Linked DNA regions of Sus scrofa: region 2 is linked to region 1. The links are chromatin contacts, called in public HiChIP or PLAC-seq maps. All regions are on one chromosome and are shown on one strand. Each heading gives the region's core, a stretch centred on a gene start, on an enhancer-like site or on the middle of the called end of the contact. The rest is flanking DNA. Distances are from core to core; before and after follow the strand shown.

What was found. HiChIP or PLAC-seq counts read pairs in DNA pulled down with a chosen protein or histone mark.
Region 2: an H3K27ac HiChIP or PLAC-seq map of alveolar macrophages shows a contact between it and region 1. The contact joins two enhancer-like sites. A contact is called at or near these places in 1 of 47 Hi-C or Micro-C datasets (embryonic fibroblasts) and 1 of 2 datasets of contacts at active chromatin or transcription factors (alveolar macrophages).

Annotation. Positions count from the first base shown.
Region 1 is chr17:35,486,199-35,491,350 of Sscrofa11.1, reverse strand. No RefSeq gene overlaps it. Among named protein-coding and RNA genes, the nearest start is that of MYLK2, 11 kb to the left of the region's middle. Within about 2 kb of position 3,205, at least 16 of the 83 cell types and tissues checked have an H3K27ac peak or open chromatin away from gene starts, as enhancers often do. A contact at or near this core is called in alveolar macrophages, where this site is marked.
Region 2 is chr17:36,074,818-36,079,969 of Sscrofa11.1, reverse strand. It overlaps NOL4L (nucleolar protein 4-like), which reads left to right. Exons shown (of 11, transcript XM_021077429.1): 9 at 111-233; 10 at 672-873; 11 at 4,578-5,152. The coding sequence ends at 4,798. Among named protein-coding and RNA genes, the nearest start is that of ASXL1, 91 kb to the right of the region's middle. Within about 2 kb of position 3,234, at least 12 of the 83 cell types and tissues checked have an H3K27ac peak or open chromatin away from gene starts, as enhancers often do. A contact at or near this core is called in alveolar macrophages, where this site is marked.

The DNA of each region.
Region 1 (5,152 bases), core at 1,956-4,455:
ATGGAGGTTCCCAGGCTACGGGTCTAATCGGAGCTGTAGCTGCTGGGCTATGCTGGGTCCAAATTCTGACTGCCATTTACCAGCAGTGCGACTTTGGGAAAGTAACTTAAACTCTGAGCCTCAGTTTCCTCCTCCGCCATATGACTTGTTGGAAGGACCTATGGAAAAGCATTCTTCCTTCGGTCTTTATTCTGGTAATGGAGTCTTGGCTAAGGGGATAAACACCTACTCAACCAACTCAGCAGCTCTCCCGGGTAACATGAACGGGCTGCACAAATATGATGCCAGGGAGCTTGGAGGGGAGGTGTGTTTTCTCCTCCACACGGGCTCTGTTTTGCCCTGGGTGCTGAGGCTCACACAAGAGAATGGCTGCTGGCTCCCTGGTCCCTAGAGACCTTTTGAGTTGGGAGACCTGTTGTCCATCCAAATAATGTGCAACGAAGAGTCAGGGAGCCTACAGTGTAGACATCCACCTCCAACCAATAAGAACGCGATTTCTGTAAGGTCAGCTCAAATCCCTCACCTCTCTGCTTGCACAAACTCCCACGGAGTCTCCTTCCTGAGGAGTGCCTCTGCTCCTCTCGCTGGCTGCTGACTCTAGCAGCTGCTGGCCCTGTCCTGTCAGGCTGTTGGCTTTGTGAGTAAACAGCAGGGGCTTCTGGCAACCCCTGGTGACACACACCCACTGACAATTAATATTGAATATGTGACTCAAGCAGGGCCACACTGAGTCACACTGTCCAATAGGGATGAATAAGTGCCCATTGTGCTCCCAGAGTGCTCTGGGGCCATGTTAAAGCTAGGAGCAAATTCTCATCCATGGAACTGGAGGAATGGTCCTTTCCAGAAACATTGTTTTAATTTCTACCAGGAAGACACTGAGACCCAGAAAATGTGACATGTGCAAGGACATAAAACCAGAAGCCACTCTCCCAATCTAGGGTTCAAGCCACTAATTTTTGTGCACCTTCAGAACAAAAAGAGTCTAAGTCCCTTTGACCATAAACATCACAAAAACTGAGTTGCAGCGGAGAGAAACAGAAGAGCAGTAAGACGAGGGGAGACGTCCTTAAACTGCCTCTAGCAGCTGAAGAACCCGCTATTAGCAACCTCACATCGTGGAAAAGCCAAGGATGGGAGGGACTTCCTTGCTGGAGTCTGTCAGAATTCATTGAGCATTCTGTACAGTCTTTAACTGGTTCCAAGGTCAAGAGAAACATCAGAAAATATGTGTGTGTGTCAGAGGACATTATTCAGGGATTAGTCCCCTGGAGTGATGTGGGCTAGATTTCCTCTTCCAGAACAACCCTTGGAAAGTCCTCAAGAGCTAGCACTCTGGTCTCCAGCATAACTTCATTTAAGTTGAAATAGAAATCTAGCCTGCTAGGGGTGCCCTCTTGCAGTGACGGAGCAGCTGACTATAGAAAAATATAAATGTCAAACTAGGACGAATGTGGTTAGGACGAATGTGGTTAGAACAAATTGTCGGGGGAAAAAAGCTGAAAACATTCCAGCTGAAAGAGCCTTATTTATTTTTCTCATTCAGTCACCTCTTTGACGATATGGAAACTGAGGTCCAGAAAAAGGGAGTGCCTTGTTAAAGGTCAGCCGGTGTGCCAGTGCCAGGAGGTGGATTATATTCCCTGCCTCTACTCTTCCCAAGACACACCGCAGCCCAGCTAGAGTTAAGAAAGACAAAGGGCGTTTCCTTTCAAATCTGATCTCCAGGCTCTGAGACAGCCACCCCCCGTGTACGTCTGTCTTAAGATGTAGAATTCCAAGACTTTAAAACGACATACCTAGAATTCTCTCCAGAAAGGCTTTGCTAAATGCCGGTGAACTCTTCTGCTGGGCACCAGTGCCAGTTACACTGACATCAGGTCGGCCAAAGAGAGCTTTCCAGTGTGCAAGTGTGTATGCCAGAATGTCGTCATTGACTATGCTTTTGGGAGGGACTTACATTTTAATAATTTAATTGAATTACAAAGATTGACTAAGTGGTTTGAAACAGCCATTTAAAGTTTAGAGACAGACATAATACATTAGGGGGACAAAGAAATCTGTCCTATAAATAGCCTAGAAAAATCTTTTGCGAAACAAACCTTTTCAATGGGGAGAAGCAAACTCAGAACACAGGAACAATATGCTGCTGTTAGAATTGGTATTTTCAGAGTATGCAACAATACGGGAAAAATATTTGCATTAATACTATGCAAAATGAAAAAAAGGAATACTTTGTATGTCAGAAAAACTCTACACTGTAGAAAAACACACTAAAGTTTTAGGGAGTATGTCAGCGTAAGGCCACTGACTTTTCATCGCTCCTCGCCACTAAGCGTAACAATGCTGCCCCAAACTGCTTTTCCTATTGTATTTTACAACTACTCATTGTTTAGTATTTGACCCACTGAAAACTACATCTCCCACCCTTGCTCCTGAAAGGAGTCCTGAGAATATCACTGGTACCAAAATAAGGTAGGCAACAATTTTTAGCCCATTCATACACCTGCCTGTGAGGTTCTGGGATACCAGTCTCAAACGACATGGGTTTAGGCAGATCAGACAGGCCAAGTTTTTATTTCCTTTCTGTGTCATAAAATTTTAAGAAAAGAAGAGAAGGCAATTGATGCTTTAGGGCTAGGCAGTCTGGTGAAATAATTCTTGACAAAACCTAGTATTTTCCTAAGCCCCTGCAACAATAGTTTCTCGGAGTAAAATGTCAGCATTTGTCAAGCCCTTTCAGGAAGCTGCTGATAACCTTCAGTGCTTAAGAGTCATGCTTTGACGTGAGCCCAGCCTCTTATTCTCTTGCAAGAAAGAGAAGTGCAAATACGATGAGGTATTTCTGGTTTTGACATCCGTAACCTTTGCTACAGAAAGTAGAGTGGGTATGCAGGAATACAAAAAACAAGGAAAAAGTGTTTGTCCCCAGGCTTCTTTTTTATAGCAACTACACTGGCTTTAGCTGGATAACAAATTGTCCTGGAATTCTTGGCATTGGAGCAAACATGTCAGCTCCGTGGTTACGCCTTCGTCACTGCTCAAAGTACTGCACACTTTAACCTTCCTGCTCTTTCCATAGGCCTGGGTTTGTCCCATACCCAGGAAACTTTATATGTTGTCTAAACTGAGCATCCCAGCAGGCTGCAAGGCAGATGGCAGCTCAGGATTCAGAATGTTGACCGACTCCTACCTGGATCCACACCACCAAGCTATAACTCAGCCTGGCTGTGCAGAAATAGGAGCCCGGCCACGTGGCTGACAGCTTTTTTAACTGCTACTCTCAGCAATGAGGAACTTCTCCAGCAGTCAAGATTCAGAAAGGAACTGAAAAGGAAGCATGTCAAGAGCTACCGAAGGGGATATACAGGTCCGACCGGATACTCAAGCCAATAAGCCCCCAAGGCTCAGCTAAGCCAGGGGGAGCTAAAAGACTGGGTATTGCCAAGCTGCCCTCAAGCCCTTGGGACCTCAGGTCATTAGCCCAGGACATCACACAGAGGAACTGGACATCACTACTGGACATCTGCCTTCAGGTCACTAGATTCTCATAAGAAGCTTCATACTTCAGCCAGGCAGAAAGCTAGTACACACCTGAGGTAGCACCTGAACCACATCATTCAATGCAGAACATATGAAAGAGCAAGGAACAGAGTATAAATTATGACATTATTTATGGAAAAACAAAAGGGAGCAGGTGAAGTCATCTCTGCAAGGGAACATACTTGGCAGCACTATCTGGGGTGGGAACTGAACTTGTAGCTTTTGAATTTTGAATGAAGTGCGACACTTACAGAACAAATTAACATTAAAGGAAATGCATAATACTACAATCTCATTGCTATAAAAAAAAGGAAAACGCTGGAGTTCCCATCGTGGCGCAGTGGTTAACAAATCCAACTGGGAACCACGAGGTTGCTGGTTCGATCCCTGGCCTTGCTCAGTGGGCCGAGGATCCGGCATTGCCGTGAACTGTGGTGTAGGTTGCAGAAACGGAGTTCCCTGGTAGCTTAGTGTTGTTGCTGCTGTGGCATAGGTTCAATCCCTGGCCTAGGAACTTCTGCATGCTGCAAGCATGTCCCCCGCCCCAAAGGAACTGCAATCTCACCTCCAAGAATCTCTAAACTCCTGAAGCGTTTTATCTGTCTGTCTCACATTACTCAATTACATCGTATCTCGTGTTACAATTGTGTAAGTCTAGACTTACCTCTATTCAATGCTGGAGCAACTGCCACTGCAGCCTGTCTACTACTCAAGCTCTACTTTCTAAGGACAAAATTCTATGGAAAAGAACTGGTAAGGAATAAAACAGCAGTCAAGATGGCAACAAAGCAATTACATAAGAACAAAATGATCAAAGTAAAAGTGAACGATGACCTTGTATTAATTAATCAGCACAAGACTATTAGTAATGGGAAACTATAACAAGTTAAAACACCAAGGCGTTCCCGTTGTGGCGCAGCAGAAACGAATCCGACTAGGAACCATGAGGTTGCAGGTTCGATCCCTGGCCTCGATCAGTGGGTTGAGGACCTGGTGTTGCTGTGAGCTGTGGTGTAGGTCGCAGACGCGGCTCGGATCTGGTGTTGCTGTGGCTCTGGCGTAGGCTGGCGGCTACAGCTCCAATTTGACCCCTAGCCTGGGAACCTCCATATGTCGTGGGTGTGGCTCTAAAAAGCAAAAAAACAAAAACAAAAACAACCCAACACTAAAAACACAGTCCTTCTCAGGTATTGCAGAAATTCCAACAATCTGCATGTCTGCAGGTGCTAGGAGCTCTGCAACTTGCCAAACAAAGTGTGGCAGCCCGATTTCTCAGAACTCAGTAAATTCCTATTGGAGGGCATGTTCTTTGTTTAGGAAAATTCTGGGGTAGCCTCTGACAATTGAAAGAGAAGCTCCCTCCTGGACAAGGCCTGAAGGGATAAAGAACTTGAATTTCTCTGCAAAAGAAAAGCAAAGATTGAGTTTCAGGAGAAATGGGAGGCTGTACTAGAAAAATGAAGGTCATGTGAAGTGGTGTAGAAAGAAAGAACTGACTAGACAGGTTGTACTGAGAGGTAGACAGCCACTGGGAAACTGAGAGACATTCTGGGAAGTAAGAGACAATGGATGTCTGCATCTCCATTTTAAAAGCTATTTGGTCTAAAGT
Region 2 (5,152 bases), core at 1,985-4,484, 590 kb before region 1:
GCTCCATAGATAATGGGGCTCCAAGCCCGAACCCCAGCCCTGCCCCACCCACCTCTAGGGCCGGGTCTCTGCATGCCCCACCAGTGGCCCCATCCCCGTTCTGCCTGCAGACCAGACCCACACCTCCTCACCTGACCTCGGCCATGGCAGAAAACATCCTGGCAGCTGCCTGTGAGAGCGAGACGAGAAAAGCAGCCAAAAGGATGCGCCTGGAGATCTACCAGTCCTCCCAGGTGCCTGCTCGCTGCCAGCCTCCGGGGTGGGGAGGGCCCTCAGTTATTCCGCAGACACCGTGGGCGCTGGGTGCAGAGGAAGTAGGGAGGGCAGTCCTTAGGTGGCAGTGGTGCTACCCCAAGGAGGTACTGAGGTAGTGGGGGGAAGAGCCGGGGCCAAGGGCCCTGCAGACCTAGGAAGGGGATCTGGACTTCCGGAGCCCTGAGAGTGCTTCCAGCTGGGCACGACCAGATCAAATCTGCCCTGAAGGGGCTGAGCAGATGGGGGGGCCTAGGGGAAGGCTGTGGGCAAGGTGACCAGGGAGAGGGCAGAGTCCTGCAGGTCATAGCACTGGTCCCAGTAAATCTGGGGCCACAGCCGCCATCCGCTCCTGTGCAGGAATAGGGTCGGGGCTTCCCACGCCTGTGGTTCCCCAGCACCTCCCTCCCCTTCTGCAGGACGAGCCCATAGCCCTGGACAAGCAGCACTCCCGGGACTCCACAGCCATCGCCCACTCCACCTACTCACTGCCAGCCTCCTCCTACTCCCAGGACCCTGTGTACGTCAACGGTGGCCTCAACTACAGTTACCGTGGTTACGGGGCCTTGGGCAGCAACCTGCAGCCCCCTGCCTCCCTCCAAACAGGAAATCACAGTAATGGTGAGTGCCAGACGCCTAGGCTCTCTGGCTCCCTGAGCAGCACCCAGTTTGTACCGTGGCCTTGGGAAGGGGGCAGGGCAGGTGGGGCAGCAGAGGCCACAGGGACAGTGACTCCTTCCTGGCACAGGCAGTCTCCCCAGCTCATAGTCTTAGTCAGTCCTTAGGTTAGAAGGCAAGGTTAAAACTAACAGCCTGCCACTCCTTCCTCGCCGCCCAGGAGGCTTGCTGGGCCTCTCCCTGGTTCTGTCCCCGCACTCCTGCACCTCAAGGGTCACTGTGAGCAGAGTCCCAGCCGAAGCCCTGCTTTTCACCTGAATTGAGCCTCCCCACGCCCTCGTCTTACCCCAGATGACAAGTCCCAGTGAGATGGTTGCTGGCCCAGGTCTCACAGAGTGGATGGCAGTTGATCTGGCCCCTGCCTGGCCTAGTCCAGCTGCAGCGGCTTCAGGCAGGTCACCTCCTGCTCCAGGCCACGGCTCATGACCTTTACCCATGAGGTGAAGTTTCTTTCACTTGGGTGCAGGGCCTCAGCCCTGGTCCTTGCACTGTGGGGCCCCATTTGGGGCAATGGTTAGCCTTCTGTGCCTCCCTCCTCCATGAGCCAGTGACTCCCTAGATGCTCCCTGTAACTCCTCTCAGGAGATTCTGATGTGGACAGACACAGACCAATATTGAAGTAAAAAATCTCCAAAAGATAGAAACCTCACCATGGAGGTTAGGGGCTGCCCTGAGTGGGGACCACAGGCCCTTTCACACTGAGACCTGGGTGGTGGCCGCAGCAGGGCAAGAGCGGGTTCCCTGGTGGAGAGGAGCCGGCTGGCCTCCAGGAGCTGGCGGGTGTGGGTGCAGGGGATCCCAGGGCCTCTTGAGCCAGGCCTTTGGATTTCCTGTGTGCAGGGGAAGCCACAGTTAGGCTTTAAGCCTGGTGCTGTCTGCGTTTTGGTGAGGCTTTAATGGGGTGGACAGGAGGCAGGAGCAGTGTGCTCTGGGAGACCTTCGGAGGTGAGAGGAAGAGCCAGGGGTGACAGCAAGCTGCTGCTGGAGGAGTAGGTTAGAGGAGACTCTGGTGTTAGCTCTTGGCTGAATGTGCCTGAGAATTCCTGAAGCCCCCAGTCTGTGGCTGCAGGAGACCCTCCCTGTTCCTGGGCCGCGAGGAAAGGGGCCAATCCCTCCCTACCCCTGGCAGAAAGCCCGGGCACCCTCCACTCACCTTGCCCCCCCGCCCCCCAGGAAGTATGTGTGGGTCCCTGGAAGATTCCTGCCTGGGCTTAAGTTCTCATCCCTTCCTAATGCCTCTTAACCTAAAATAAGAGGCTGCCTGGCCCTAATCCCCGAGGCTGAGGCCAAAGTGGCCGGCTGCAGCAAGGGACAGAATGGCTTCCTGCTTTCTGTCCAGGAAGAAGCCCCGTCTGACAGCCCTGCTGAGTGAGGGCCCTGTTAGAGTGTGTCTGGAGACAGGTGCCAGGGCAGGGAAGTTAGAGCCCCCGTTGTGCATGGGGAGAGTCCTTCCCAGGTGGCGGGCCATGATGATAAGCCCCCACTGGTGCCACACAGCAGGGCCTGTCTCACGCCACAGCTGTCAGGGCTGCCCCATTGGCCTCCCTTGAGGGCCGGGCCTGCTACCCTCCTCACCCTGTTCACACACTGGCCAGAGAGGCTTCAAGGAAGGCACTAGCTCTGCCACTGTACCTTGGTCTCCCTGGCTTCTCAGAGCCAGGAAGGTGGTGAGGTCACGGAGGCAGAGATCCTCCCACTGACCTCCTTATCTGGGCAGCACATGTCCTGTGAGCACCGGGTTTGAATCCTGCAGTTGGAAGAACTCCACAGGCAGTCCCAGTCTCACTGCCCTCCCAGTGGCAGCCCTTTAACCAGGGTATGGGCATTTCTCCTGTGCTGAAGCATTGTCACTGCATCAGCTTGGGTCACTGCTGCAACATGAGTTTTTTTGGGCGTGGCGAAAAAAGAAAGAAAAACAGGATGCTTAAACAAGGGTTTGATCAGTTTGGCACCTTGGCTGGGCAGTGGTATTAGCGGGTCAGAGCTCCTCACTTTGCTCACGCTTGGATCTGAAAATGCACATCAGCCCAGAGAGACTGTCCTGCCTGGGTGCTGGGCAGCTCTGCCCACTCCTGCCCCTCTAGTAATCACCCGGCCACCTGAGTGTCTGCCTCGAACCAGAGCCCGACAGGGAGAGTCAGAGGGACAGCTCTGAGCCCAGGACTGAAGAGGACAAGGCTTGGGGGAGGCAGGAGGATAGAGAGGAAGCCCAAGCCAGCTCACACCAGCTGTAGCAGGTGACTCTAGCCTTCCTCTGCCATCCCCAGGCAGTGTCCAGAGGGGATCAAACCTGGCAGCAGCCAGGAGCCAGCACGCGCAAGTCCAGGGATGTTCCTTAGCAAGCCAGTTCCTGGGGCCTCCCATTTGACATTCATGTTCTCTTGTCAAAGAGGAAGTTAATCCCATGTGACAAGCTGTCCCATCTTAGATTCCAACTTCCTTCCCCATTTGGGGTCCGCACCAGCTTCTTTTTGGCAACAGTCGAGTTTCTGTAATTTCTTCCAAGGTTTTAACTTCCGGTCTAGATGTCTCTAGTGACAAGCGCTTGTCCATCGCTGTAGCACCATAAAAACTGCTACTGTAGATGCAATAATGAGTGAAACCAGCTGTCAGAACTAATGGGGTATCAGGGAGATGGCTGGTAACTGAGTACAGCCTCACACACCCAAGTAAGATAACTTCTGCTTGGGGAGGGGGGTGCGGGCATAGGGAGAGTGACTCGGAGAAGGCTCCCCAAGGAGGTCCCACACCGCCAGATCCCTTCCTTTGGCTGTTTGCTTGCTGAACACCTCGAAAGAATTGAACACAGAATTGAACAAAGAATTGAATTAAATTGAATTTAAATTCTAGGAGCTTCCATGCTTCCTGGAAGCCCTTTGCCAGTGCTGAGGGTCTCACTGGCATGGCTCGCCCCACCACAGCCTCACTGTGCTGCAGCTGAGGGCTGGGGCCTGGGGTAGTTAAGAATCTCCTGTGGAGCAGACCACCAGGCCAGGCTTGCCCGATGGCAAGAGCTGTTTGGGAAAGGTGGAGAGGAGACAGGACCTGGTGGCCCCACCACATAGCCCAGTACGTTTCAGTAAGCCTTGAGGCTCTCTCTTTGCTGGTACGTTCCAGGGCAAAGGGGAGGTGGCTGCTCTGGGTCCTGTCCCCACACGGCGACCCTCACACGGCCAGCCCACACTCTCCCGCCCTCGCAGCATCGCCCGTCCACCTCATTTGGACGCAGAAGAACTCATCAAAGTCAAGGGAGTTTGAGGTGTTGCAGCCCATCGGGAAAGGGCTTAGCCCTCCCAGCACCTTCCTGAGCCTGCTCCTCCAGCCCCTTTCCCTTGAGGCACAGTCCAGCCCTGCCTCTCTCCACACAGTGCCAGCAGTATCTTAGAGCCACACATGCACGTGCACAGTGCCATCTCCAGCCAACTGCTGCCCCTTCAGGCGCCAGCTGCCTCCCCAGTCACACATGATGATAAGGTCCCCTTCCTGGCAGGATCACCCTGGGGGCTCACAGGGAACAAACACCATGTTTCACCTGCAGGCCCCCTTCTAGGCCCTGGGGGTATAACCAGCGAGCCAGACGAGGATAGCATCAGGAGGCCGCGCCCGGTGTCTGCCGCCCTGCTCACCCTGGCTTTCCCTCTCCGCAGGGCCCACAGACCTCAGCATGAAAGGCGGGGCCTCCACCACGTCCACGGCGCCCACGCCCACGCCCTCCAGCAACAGCACCAGCCGGACCATGCCCACCGCCCAGCTCAGCCCCACGGAGATCAGCGCTGTCCGGCAGCTCATCGCCGGCTACCGGGAGTCCGCTGCCTTCCTGCTGCGCTCGGCAGACGAACTGGAAAACCTCATCCTGCAGCAGAACTGACCCAGCGGCACCCGGAGTGCACTGCCCCAGGGAAGGAGGCTCTCCCAGCCCCGGACCGGCTTCCCGCCTCACCAGTTGGTACCTTTTGTTTTTTGAAAGAGGTGGATCCAGAAGAGCTGTTTCTAGCCACACTCCAAGCGCCTGAGACTCTGGGCACAAGGACACTTTTTTTTTGGAATCTCACCACACGGGTGCTCTGACCTGCTTGGAAGAGGCCGACGGGGCAGCTCTGGAAGGGCTGGGGCTCCCCCTGACGAGGCACTGGGGCCACAGCTCTATTTAGAATCATCTTCGTGGACCCTGATGTTAGAATCCCACCCCCAGATAATTACCTTTCAAGTCTTAGGTGAGCAG